Regions from separate parts of the Mus musculus genome. Here regions 1, 3 and 4 are each linked to region 2. Evidence: chromatin contacts called from public HiChIP or PLAC-seq and promoter capture Hi-C data. All regions are on one chromosome and are shown on one strand. Each heading gives the region's core, a stretch centred on a gene start, on an enhancer-like site or on the middle of the called end of the contact. The rest is flanking DNA. Distances are from core to core; before and after follow the strand shown. Region 1 overlaps Gm30667 (predicted gene, 30667). Region 2 holds the start of Bhlhe22 (basic helix-loop-helix family, member e22). Region 3 has its middle 42 kb from the start of 4930433B08Rik. Region 4 overlaps Gm30667 (predicted gene, 30667).

Evidence for each region. Promoter capture Hi-C pulls out the DNA fragments that hold promoters and counts their contacts. HiChIP or PLAC-seq counts read pairs in DNA pulled down with a chosen protein or histone mark.
Region 1: a contact with region 2 is called in a promoter capture Hi-C map of liver, with 4 times the contacts expected there. The contact joins the enhancer-like site here to the promoter of Bhlhe22 in region 2. A contact is called at or near these places in 8 of 39 promoter capture datasets (the 3T3-L1 cell line, 3T3-L1-derived adipocytes, the C10 cell line and 3 more), 5 of 484 Hi-C or Micro-C datasets (cortical neurons, embryonic somatosensory cortex, liver and 2 more), 4 of 115 datasets of contacts at active chromatin or transcription factors (astrocytes, embryonic forebrain, embryonic midbrain and 1 more) and 1 of 9 other capture datasets (liver).
Region 3: a contact with region 2 is called in an H3K27ac HiChIP or PLAC-seq map of embryonic stem cells, with 7 times the contacts expected there. The contact joins the enhancer-like site here to the promoter of Bhlhe22 in region 2. A contact is called at or near these places in 9 of 39 promoter capture datasets (the 3T3-L1 cell line, 3T3-L1-derived adipocytes, embryonic stem cells and 3 more), 1 of 484 Hi-C or Micro-C datasets (liver), 4 of 115 datasets of contacts at active chromatin or transcription factors (astrocytes, embryonic forebrain and embryonic stem cells) and 1 of 9 other capture datasets (embryonic stem cells).
Region 4: a contact with region 2 is called in a promoter capture Hi-C map of hippocampal neurons, with 6 times the contacts expected there. The contact joins the enhancer-like site here to the promoter of Bhlhe22 in region 2. A contact is called at or near these places in 9 of 39 promoter capture datasets (the 3T3-L1 cell line, cranial neural crest, embryonic stem cells and 4 more) and 3 of 115 datasets of contacts at active chromatin or transcription factors (astrocytes, bone marrow-derived macrophages and embryonic forebrain).

Annotation. Positions count from the first base shown.
Region 1 is chr3:18,450,556-18,453,636 of GRCm38.p6, reverse strand. The region is part of intron 2 of Gm30667 (predicted gene, 30667); the gene reads left to right. Among named protein-coding and RNA genes, the nearest start is that of Gm30667, 9.2 kb to the left of the region's middle. Within about 2 kb of position 1,281, at least 35 of the 459 cell types and tissues checked have an H3K27ac peak or open chromatin away from gene starts, as enhancers often do. A contact at or near this core is called in cortical neurons and liver, where this site is marked.
Region 2 is chr3:18,052,859-18,055,732 of GRCm38.p6, reverse strand. Bhlhe22 (basic helix-loop-helix family, member e22) reads right to left here and starts at 1,408. Exons shown (of 1, transcript NM_021560.4): 1 at 1-1,408. The coding sequence starts at 945.
Region 3 is chr3:18,521,475-18,524,421 of GRCm38.p6, reverse strand. It overlaps the pseudogene Gm6369. Among named protein-coding and RNA genes, the nearest start is that of 4930433B08Rik, 42 kb to the right of the region's middle. Within about 2 kb of position 1,586, at least 6 of the 459 cell types and tissues checked have an H3K27ac peak or open chromatin away from gene starts, as enhancers often do. A contact at or near this core is called in embryonic stem cells, where this site is marked.
Region 4 is chr3:18,420,230-18,423,409 of GRCm38.p6, reverse strand. All of the region lies in intron 2 of Gm30667 (predicted gene, 30667), which reads left to right. Among named protein-coding and RNA genes, the nearest start is that of Gm30667, 40 kb to the left of the region's middle. Within about 2 kb of position 1,324, at least 8 of the 459 cell types and tissues checked have an H3K27ac peak or open chromatin away from gene starts, as enhancers often do. A contact at or near this core is called in hippocampal neurons, where this site is marked.

The DNA of each region.
Region 1 (3,081 bases), core at 32-2,531, 400 kb before region 2:
GAGGAACTTTTTATAGACATTTCATTCTCTGAGATCATATTAACATAAATCTGACAGTTAATCTCCATATTGCAAAAAGGCTGCCCAGACTCACTTAATTAAACTGAGAACAAACCTGCTTCTTTATTTGCCAGGTACAGTTTCTATCGTAAAAATACTCACTTTCAATTATGATGCATGACTACAGATTGTGTCAAAACCATGGGGTAGTAGAGGGTGGGCTGGTGCAATTGGGGTATGTACTCATAAATCTGTACAGGCCATTCCTTATACCATACAAAGTCCATTACAGAGGCTTCAAATTTATAAAAGTTACAATTTTGCCTTAGATTGTGATGACTGAGATTAACTTTTATAGAGAGTTGTTTGAAATTTACTTAAATTCTAATCTTTGCTGAATGTTTATTGTTTTTTTAAATTTATTTTTGTTGTTGATTTTTGAGACAGTGTCTCTCTTCATAGCCCTTGTTGTTCTAAAACTCACTATGTTGACCATGCTGGCCTTGGACTCACAGAGATCCTCCTGCCTCTGTCTCCTAACTGCTTAGATTAAAGTGTGTGACACCAGGCCAGGCAGTTAGTTATGTCTGTACTCTGCATTCAAAAAAGACCTCAAAACATGTGTTGAAAATGCCTACCAAGAAAAGTGCAGGACCTCAACATTGGTAAGCAGAATATTTCTTCAATTTCTACTTAGCGCTCTTCCATACCAAGCACAACAAGTCCTTTGTTAACCAAAGTTAATAACTTTTGTGAATTTAGAACACGCACATTCATCCAATAAATACTTGTGAAATACAATCTCTCTTCTTGGCAAAAGTGAATCCTATAAAAATTCCTGCCCCTATGGAGTTCTATTCCAGTGAGAGAAACAGGAGCAGTTTACTCCATAATGTCAAACATTTTAAGTTCTATAAAGTTATCCTATAAAACAACAGTAAACAGCCTGGAATCTATAGGGAGCTGCATGTCTAGAGAAAGCAAGGAAAGACCTCTTTGACAATCTGTCCTTTGATCACTCTGGATTGAAGTGAGGAAGCAAAGACTGAGAATTATGAGAGGTAGAGACCCAGGAAGAGCCAACTCTAGCTTCAAATTTCCTGTCATATAAATGACAGCCAGTTTTCGTAAATGAAGCATCCAGGAATGACTTCTGGCCAGCTGCTTTTAATCTCTTGGTTCTTTCTGGAACCATATGATTCAGGGCTCCACAATCTGCACTCCTTTCAGTAACACTGTCTTCCAGGCTCCTATGGGAATGACTCATTAAGTTTTGATTGCAGCATTCAACTACTTTTCTAGCCAAAGTTCCAAAGTCTTCTACATTCCTCCAAAGCACAACACAGCAGTGGGATTTTTCACAGCAGCAATTCCAGTTCTGGAAACAACTTTTACACTAGCTACGTTTTATTGCTGTGATAAAATTCTATGACCAAAAATGACTCAGAAGAAAGAGGTTAATGTGGCCTACAGTTACAGGTAGGGAGACAGACATGGTGGGGAAGCCTAGAAGTGTGGGAAGCCACATGTGCCGTTGCAGAGTGGCACTGACTACTGCTGGCCACCACGCATAAGATTGGACAAACAACCAATGTGTACATATGCAGTAAAGTTTTTTGCAAAGACACTGCCTGGCCCAGGCATGATAATGAGGTTCTGTAAGGTACTGAGAGTATAACCAATCAGATGTGAGACATGCAAATGAGGTATGATAATGAGGTTCTGTAAGGTACTGAGAGAGAGTAGCCAATCAGATGAGGAACATGCAAATGAGGCTTAGTGCATAACCAATCCGGGTGTGAGACACGCCCCTCCTAGGCCTATAAAAGCAGCACCAGTTCTGGGCTCGAAGTCTTTTCGCCTCTACAATCAAGCTCTCCCAATAAACGTGTGCAGAAGGATCCTGTTGCAGCGTCGTTCTTCCTGGCCAGTCGAGCGCGCGCAAGATAGAAGTAGGGGTACAGAATTCATTTCCAACCACAAATACAAGACAGAGGAAATGAACTGGGAGTGAATTGAGGCTGCAGTCTCATAGCCCTGTCCCAGTGATGTATTTTCTCTATTGAGTTTCTATGACCTAAAAGTTTTCATGACCCCAAGAGTGCCATCAACCAGGCATTTTAACTGCTCAACTTTCTGAGCATATTAGCATCATTTATTTTTAAACCATCACAGACAGTATACTACAAAGCAAAACACTAAGAAAGTCAGGTAATTTTAGGTACTCAATAAGTTTGGAACATTTCATATGATGGGCAACAGTAAGATTGGATGTCATATATGGCTTATTGCAATTCTATAAAGGCATAAAGGTAAAAATTCCCAGTCTTCATTAGATGCTTTGAAATCTTAAGTTGTAATGAGAGCCCCAAGGAAGTTCCTTATGAGTTTTCCATGTATACATATGCTCACTACTGTGGTATGTGTGCTATTCCACACTGAACCATATACATTACAAAGTAGGGAGATTGGCCTCAAGTGAACATCACAGGTGAACTTTTCTGCTCCACTTTCTTGTAAAGGTAAGAGGTCACACTGACTTGGTAGAACTTCAACACTAACAAGCAAATCTGCTAGACTGTAAATCCCAGGTGGATATGACTATGTAGTTTTGACTCACATCAATGGCTATCTAATATCTGTTTGAATGAAGGAAATTAGTACATAGAAGGATATACAAGACTAGCTCATAAAATAACTTTTAAATATCTAACCTCTACTAGCAGCCATATGGTACATGAAATAATTTCCATTTGCCAGCAATAGCTAAAAATCATTGTAAGCCTTTTTGCTCCTACAATGATTATGATGATTGTTAAAAGTTAAAATAGTTCATAATTCAGAGGAGCTAAACAAACTGTGAAGGTGGTCTAGAAGGAGCCAGTGCTTCCCTTCATGCCATGAATACCATATGGATAAGCATGGGTGCTCTGCATGGATAGCTCTTGTATTTTATTTTCTAACATCCTTAAACTAGCCAAAGTCCTCTGCGGCTGAATTGAAGACTTCCTGCTGTGTATTTCTGCTATTTTTTTGAGAGGGTTTCACATTATCAGAAACCCATCATTCAGAAGAACACCA
Region 2 (2,874 bases), core at 159-2,658:
GTAGGCGCCGAGCGCCGGGTGCAGGGCAGCGGCCGCCGCAGCCGCGGCCGCGGAGCTGGGAAGAGAGGCTGCCGAGATGGCCTGGCCTTGGTTGAGGTAGGCGACTAAGCGCCGCATTTCCTCCAGGGCCTGTGCCTGCATGAGGATGTAGTTCTTGGCGAGGAGCAGCGTGGCGATTTTGGAGAGCTTCCGCACTGAAGGGCTGTGCGCGTAAGGAATGACCGCGCGCAGCTCATCCAGAGCGTCGTTCAGGTCGTGCATCCTCCGGCGCTCGCGAGCGTTGATGTTGAGGCGCAACGCCTTCTGCTCTTTGGATTTCTTGCTGCTGCCGCCGCCACCGCCGCCGCTTCCGCCGCCACTTGTGGGGCCCCCCGGGGGGAGGCCCGAGCCACCATGCAAGTGGGCGTTGGAGCAGCCCTCGGCCACCTTGGCGCTGCCGCCCCCCGCTCCCGGCGATGCCCGCGGGTCGGGGCCCCCGGCTCGCAGCACCAGCTCGCAGCGGCCGTCGCTGTCGTCGTCGGGGCTCTGCTCGCCCCCGCTGCTCTCGGCCACGGAGCCGCGTCCGGCGCTCTCGCCGTACTTGAGGCACAGGGCAGCCCCCGCCGGCAGGCTGCTCAGGCTCGGCTCGCCCCCCACGCCCGCTGAGCCCACGAGCAGCCCCGGGACACTCACCCCGCCGCCGCCGCCGCTCGCGCCACCGCCTCCTCCGGGCGGAGGCAGCAGCAGCCCAGCCCCTTCGGGATCAGCGGGCTCGAAACAGCCGAGGGGCGACGAGGACGACGCCGGGCGTTCGCGAGTTGGAGGCGCCAGGGACAGGTCCATGCCCGGGGGTGTGGAGCGAAAAGCCGCCTCCAGGCGCTTGGCGGCGGAGGTGCCCAGGCTCTTGTGCAGGAAGAGGTCGTCTTCGCTCGCGGCCGCCGCACCGAGGTGCAACCCGCGTTCCATCGTCCGGGCCAGCCGCCACCTGGGCTGGAGAGTCAGGCGGCCGCACAGACGCGCGCCGGCGGGGTTCCGGAGCTGCTGCGTGCGTCGGTCCCCACGCTGCCCGCAGCCCTGTCCCCTTCTTTTTCTTTTTCGCCTTCCCCCGCGCTCGCCGCCTCCTCTTCTTCTTCTTCTTCGTCTCCAGCCGACGGTGCTGGCTGCTAAGGCTCACCATGGGCCGCGGCCCCTCATGGTGGGAGGCTGGTCTCGGAGGGAGCGGGGCTGCCGCCGCTACCGCCTCTGAGTCCAATCCCGCGCCTGCTCTACGCACCGTTTATCTTGCTTGGATTCACCTTCAAGAGATTTCCGGACCCATCAACCAGCCGCCGCCACAGACGGGGGAGTCTTTTACATCATTATCTCTGAGTAGGTTATTATGAAGAAGACTCGCCTGTTGGGACAGCGCTTTCTACCCAATCAGGTTAACGTTTTAATTAATAGGATTAAAACGGTAACAAACAATCGCAAGCGCTATCTGGCCGCGAGTCTGAATAGTTTCATTTCCCAGGTCTGAAGACAGGCAGCAGCCAGAGCTTTATAAAAGGCGCCTGCTCCATTATTCTGCCTGCCATCTGTATACACAGCTTAGCGCATATGTTTGCAAGGCGCTGGGTCCTGTTAGTAACCCAACAACTGCCTTTAGCTTGACATGTGTGGCGACTTTCACTCATCAATGAGCACACTAAAAGCCCTACTTAGAGCCGAGGATGTTCTTTGCTCCTTCAGCAAATTGTATATCCGCGGTAAAGACTGGGAGTCCAGTGGAAAGCCCCCGCCCCCACTGAGCACCCCCCACACACTACCCTTCACTGGGCCACTACTGTCTCAGCTTGCTTAGTTACCCTCATAGGAGAGAATTCTATATCTCCCTGTTAATAGCATGTCTGCATTTATAGATGGAACCTGGGGGCTGGGGGTAGGGGTGAGGTCCCTGCTGGCTTGTCTCGAATTTACCCTAGATTTTCAGCTAGTATGTCAGCAATGCAAGAGCCAACCCAGATTTTCTCCGCACCACTTTTCCCACAGCCCTCCACTGTCCATTTCCTATATAGATGGAAAAAAAATCAAACAATTAAAGAAAGCAACAAAATGATGACCAAGTTGCTTACATAGCCCGTTTGATTTAAAACTCGGAGGGGGCGGAGTGGGGGAGGCCTTTGCCGAGTCCCCCACGCTGTTAAGTTGGTGGTGAGAGAAGCTCACTGCTTCGTGGACAGAAAGAAAAGAAAAACTAGTCTCAAACTTTCCTCAAGATTAAATCCAGTTGCTTCGCAAGAGGGAACATTCAGAGTGGAATCTTCTCACACACCAAGTGGGGGCATTCGTGCATTTAGCTGCTCTGAAGACGTTTGGGGACATCTGGATCCGTCTGGGCTGTTCCTGCAGGGTTAGTTCAGGGCAGAATTGTGGAAACAAGAGCTGTCTGGATGGAGATAGTACACGTGGTCCTCGTGCTTCTGAGTCCAGTTTCTCGAAGCACACGATATTTAGTGGCTAGTTTTCATCCTTATAAGTAAAAACCGTATTCCCTCTTATCTGGCAGAATTACTGAAGGCTGTGCAGTTTGGGGTTTCTCTGGTTTCATTAAAAAACCTTTTAATTGTGGCTTTCAGAGTTGGCCCCAGGTGTTGGACTCTTTTCATTATATTTTGCTCTAATGTGATGAAATTCTAATTCTCTCCTTACCATATGGTTAAATTTCCCCACTGAGAATTAGTTGAAAAGGGAGAAATAATCTATTAATCTCTGTAATAGATTCACAAATGAGGTTCATCTCAGAACCTGTTTTTGAATGGTAATATCAGAACAGTTGGGCACCTTATTTCATACAGGAAACGTGAGGGCGACACAGAAATGTCTACATTGTCACCTGGAAAGGATGGAAAGGAACCT
Region 3 (2,947 bases), core at 337-2,836, 470 kb before region 2:
ACTTCAATAATTAAGATTGGTTGCCCCAACTGCATGTGTTTGATCACATATAGGCAGGAGATGTGTAGGCAGGAAGTATGTCAGGATGGATGCTTGTCCCTCTTTCCCCACTGAATAAAGGTAGAAAATATTTAAATGTGAGATGTTGCCTTTATAGGCACGTGCCTATAAAGCTCAAAGCCATTCTCTGGCATTCCTAGGCATGGACCTGGCCAGTGTCCAACTTCCTGGCCAGTATTAAATAAAGCTTGCTTTAATAGGATAATTGTGGAACTGATCTTTTTCCCACTAGTCTCAGGTATAGCAGCACAAGCTTTGAGGTTTCCATTAGCTTCTACAGGTGAGTTTCAGCAATCAGAAGAATTTGAGGCAAATCGACATTTAATCAAGTTATTTATTATTGTAGAGAGTATGCTTATCTGTAGTTACAGTGCTTCAAGTTGCAAAAATTCCATGTTAACAGGAATTTGTTACTTGGCTTGCTGAATTATATAGAGAAATATGGCAGAGAAATTTTGAAACTTTGTTCTTACTTTAGATGGCATCCCTATCTGCCCCAATCCTTTCTGGCAAGACAACGCTCTGTTTCTGCCATTCAGGACATTTATAGATTCATTCCATCTTCTTCTTAGCTGTATATAATAAGTGAGCTATGTAGCTTTGTTTTGTCAGCTTTCTGTCATGTGACAGAAAGAACTTGTGGAAACCTTACTTTGGCTCATTGTTTCAGGGGGTCTTAGCCCAGAGAGTCTGGAATGGCCTGTGGAGCTTTTGGTAACAGCAGCCTATGAATGAGGTGAATCGTATTACCACAGATCAGTGAACAAGGAGCGTTAGACTGAACAAGGGGTGAATATCGTCTTGACAAGTTTACTTCTGTAACCTTCTTTATACCAGCAAGGCCTGATCTCTTAAAAGTTTCCAAGCACACCACCAGCTGAGAAATAAGCATTCAAATCAGGAGAGTTGGGAGTCATTTTAGACTCAAACCTGAGCACCTTTTTCTGGGTAGGCCCCAAGGGCTTTATTTACTCTTTCTTGTTAGCAAATGGCCCCCAATTAATGAATCTCTTCCCACTTTCCTCAGTCTAAGCAAAACACACACATCTTGACTCTTCACTGACTATAGCTGGCCTGTCTCTCTAACAAATGGCTTTCATAGCCTTCCCTTCAAGAAGATGAGTTTTGTGAGTGAACCCACCTACAAATCAGAAAGACCAGAAAGATATCTTTTGAAAGACCATCATATTGCAGGAAGAATCTGCATTTGAAAAAGCTGTCTTTATAGAATCTGAGCGGAATGTATCAAATAGCTGAATGATGCCATCTGGAAAGATGCATGTGCAAAAAGAGCACTAACAGCAAGCCTCGTCTATGGAGCTGCGAGTAACCAACAAGGAAACGTTGGTGTATCAACAGGCAGGGCAGACGTCCTTTGATTAAAAGACACTTACAGGAAGATAACAAATCAAGCCCTTTCAGCCATCTTGGTTCTTTCCCTGAGGTGAGTTGGGGACAGGGGTGCAGCTGCAGACCCGGAGTCATTCATATAGGGGAATTCATTTTCAGTGGCCTGTGGATGGCTTGTAGTCAAAGCAGATTTCCATGCAAGAATGATCTATGGGCCAGGCATTCCACCCCCTTTGCTCACACAAAGACTGATTGCATGGCCCACAGCTGGATCCAGATTCCTGTTTAATTAAATGCGAGCCCTCATTCTGTTGCATTACATCAAAGAGGGGGAAGGTGACTCAGAGGTGAAATGGCTAATGTAAATCTTCAACCCCTAAAGGGTTGAATGGAGAATGGATAACAAATCTAGCTTTATGCCGTGGTTGTTTGGAAGTAAAGAGTATAAATATAATTGAGACATCTGTGACTCTTCCTTTTCCCACTAAGATCAGCCTTCAGAAAGATATTTTCTGTAACAGATGTTTGGTAGAATAGACCTAAATAAGTAAGTACATACATACATACATACATACATACATACATATATACATACATCTCCCTATGAAGTAGTTCATCAAGAAAAGTCTTGTGAATGGCATCACAGGGCACATAATGGGCTCAACTGTAGTAGGTTTAGGTAAAAACAGGATTAAATAATTCTGTTTACATAGTTTAATGCTTTAGGGCCTCAGAATGTTTAGTATTATCATTGTTATTTGAAACCTAAGTATATATTAAAATTAAAACTTGAATAGATGGATGTGTGCACAAATTCACATAAAAGATTTTAAAAGTCAATTTTATTCTTTTACAGTAAAGGATACTTGTGTGCCACTTATGAAAATTTCCTGTAACATGGAAGGAGTTAAATAGAGCAGAGACTGAAGGAATGACCATCCAGAGACTGCTCTACCTGGGGATCACTTTTCATACTATGTCTTAAACATTTGTTCCCTTCCCCGTCTCCACACTTTTCATACTATGTCTTAAACATTTGTTCCCTTCCCCGTCTCCACACTGGGAGCTGATCTGGCTTGACTTATCCAGGTCTGGTGTATTCTGCCACTGACTCTGTGACTTTTATGTGCATCAGTCCTACAGTATTTGGAAGATACACTTTCCTTAGAGTCAATCATCACCTCTGGGTCTTACCATCTTTCTGCTTGCTCTGCATAAGTTCCCTGATGTATGAGGGGAAGGGTTTGACAAAATAGTTCCCAATTACTACAAGAAGGTTCTTTGTTGAGGGCTGAACAAGGCATTGATCTATGGCTACACATGTAAAAGGGTAGTAAATTTTTTTCTTTTTTTTTTGGTTTTTCGAGACAGGGTTTCTCTGTGTAGCACTGGCTATCCTGGAACTCTGTAGACCAGGCTGGCCTTGAACTCAGAAATCCACCTGCCTCTGCCTTCCAAGTGCTGGGATTAAAGGCATGCGCCACCACGCCTGGCTATGAGTAGTAATTTTATTGCTATGTTCTCTCAGTTCTTTAAA
Region 4 (3,180 bases), core at 75-2,574, 370 kb before region 2:
CTATGAAAGAGCTGTGTAAGATTCTTTACCGTAGTAAGTAAAATCCTTAGCAATACCTTGACACTAGTCGTTGATATATAAGTATCACAGATTATTCCAGAAATGGAGGATTTATAGTTACTATAATACACTTGAAAATTAATGTAACTATGACCTTATTGCATCATGAGTCCAGAGAATATAAGGTAGTGGTTTTTAACTCGTGGGTTGTGACCCACCCCTTTGAAAGGTCAAACAGCCCTTTCATAGGGCTTGCCTAAGATCATTGGAAAACACAGATACCTCCATTACAGTTCATAGCAATAGCATAATTATAGTTACAAAGTAGGAACAAAATGATTTTATGATTTTGGGCATTGCCACAATATGAGGAACTGTATTAAAGAGTCATAATATTAAGAAGGTTGAGAGTCACTGATCTAGGACATGACAGACAGTCTAGCCAACTGGAAAATTTAATATTAACACCTTCAGCCTGGTTCAAAAGATGGACCTCTGTGATGAGGTACTTGACTCTACTAAAAAGGACTTGGATCCATTCCTCAACATCACAAAAACAATATCAATGAAAACCAAGCAAAGAAACAACACACTAGAAATCTTGTCTCTTCTCACATAGAACCAATAAGCTGTAATGTTCTTTAAACATTGTGATGCCAGCTGCAGGTTCCTCTGTAGGCTCTAGCCTCCCATGGCGAGGTGGTTTCCCAAGCTTTGAAAACATCCACTTTTAGCCCATTTCCTAGTCTACGTTTATGGTTCTTATATGTAGGAAAGAGGCTGAAATTGTAAAAAAAAAAAAAAAAAAAAAAAAAAGTAAGATTTTCACCCTTCTTCCTATGTTTACTGTGACCATTTGTGTTCCTTCGTTCCTTCTGGGGTGAGTATTTTCCAGTTTTAGGTGAGAGGAACACTGGCAGTTCCTGGAATTTACTGACTTTCTCATGTCTCACAGCATCCTTCCTGTGTCAGCCCTTTAGATAGTAAGATGAACAGAACTGACTCACATCTGCAAAGCTTCCTTAGCCAGTGCCCCTTGTGCTACCCGATAAGAACTAGGATGGCTAGGATCCAACAAAAGGGGAAAAAAGGCTCAGCTCAGCTAAGGTTATTTTAGTGGTTTTGTTTCCAAATATACAAAGGAGCCAAATGCATTTCACATACAGTGCCCTCCCCCCATCCCCCGCTTATATAAAGGAAAGACTTTGTTTTTAAAGAGGGGAAATCCACCTCTGAAATTGCAGAACACTGACACAGCATCATCTATCTTGGCAAAAGTTGACTGAGCAGATGATGTAGATCCACTTAACTTGGACTCAATCAAAGGCTTTGCTATTTTCATTTCACAGGCCAGATGTAGCTCATCATCGGTTGGAATCAATTCCAGAAGAGGTGTTAGAGTCTGGTGGTCCAAAAGAAAGTCTCTTCCAGGCACTGAAAAGAGCCACAAGGAAAATGAATATGATCTCCAATATCCCCACAACTGAGGTAGTCCAGTATTCAGCTCAGACTAAACAGTTAGATAAACTAGAAGAGACCCATTTTAGGATTCTCCAAAGTTAAAAAACTTGTAGTCTTGGCCACAGTGTCTACACACTGTTTTTCTGGGAATATGCCATCATATCAAAATGGATGGTGGGGTGAAATAAATTATCATGGGAAAAGATACTTGGGTTTTCAATAGATAAAACAAAAACAAAAAAACAACAACAAAAAAAACATTAGAAACCAAATACAAACTCAAAGCAAGGCTAACTAGGTTGCTTGAGTCATCTCTACTGACTAGAATCCACATACCAAATGCCTAACTGCTCCATCTTGTAGAGAAAACAAAACAAAACAAAACAAAACACCCCAAATCAAAAACCCAATCAAAAAGCAACAAAATCTCAAATGCTTAATTAACTGAATTAGGAGGAAATGAATCAATATTTTCTAAAGCAAATTAAAAATCATGAGGAATTTGTATGTTAATACACATTTCAATAGAGACACCTCATTCTCAGAACTGCAGGCTCTCCAACCTGATTTTTTTAAAACACATATTGAAGTTTTACAGATTAAGAAAATTAGATAAACTACCCTCAATGCATTGTTATTACCTGATAGGAAGTAGGACTGTAAGAAATTACATTTTTCACACATCTTGGGGAAAAAAAAACCCTCAGAAAAAAACAAATCCAACACAACTCTAGCAGAAATCTAATACAGAGAAAATACTCTATAGTTCCTCACAAGATAGAATGGCTTATATTCTCAATGAGAATTTAAAATTCTAACCACGTATCTGAATAGTTAAGGCTGCTGCTGGCATTATGGGTAGACTTGTGTCTTCCCACTTAATGATGAAAAGTAAGGTCTTGGTCTTATTGAATTAATACAGTATCAGTTGGATAGACTTTTAATCTAATGGACTTTCCCTTTTTAAAGAGAGTAACATCAGACTAGTATACAGGGAAAGTGCCATATGACAATTGGAGTTATGTTACTATAAGCCAAGTGCTGCCAGGGATAGAAGCAATGCCTGAGATAGATCCTGGTAACAATTCAGGCACTATCTTAATTTTAGACTTCTGGACTCTAACTCTGGCATTGACACATATTCACAGTCTAGCCACTCTGTTTGTGAAGCTTTGTTCATTATTAATTAGCAAAATATTAGAAATGAGAAGCTAAATGGAAGGCTTTGTAAGGTCTGCAAAAGGAGGTATAGTTGCATTTCATAGAGAAAGGACAACATAAAAAAGTTTGTTTTTTTTTAATTGAGGGACAAAGAATAATAAGTTAAAATGAAGTAGAGTCTCATGGAAACAGTACCACACCAATTCAAGATATACAGATTCCCCCAAAGGTACAATTCATTTGATTTTAATATTACTTTTGATTAGCCTATCAGTTACACATGTTAAGTGAGACATCATGTTATCTACATTTATGCAGAATGCAATAAGCACATGCAATAACCCCTTTCTCGTGAACTCCAATATGCTTTAAAATCCCCAATAATCATGAGACTACTTTAGTCAGAAAATGTCCAAGAGTAGTGTTGTGTGACACTGCTGAGTGTTTGTGAGAAAACTCCAAGGAAACAAGGGTCTTGTGATCTCAATTTCTTCAAAACACAGACTTGCTCTTGGAATGTGTTTTGTGATACTCCCAGGTATAGCAGATAGGAGTGGG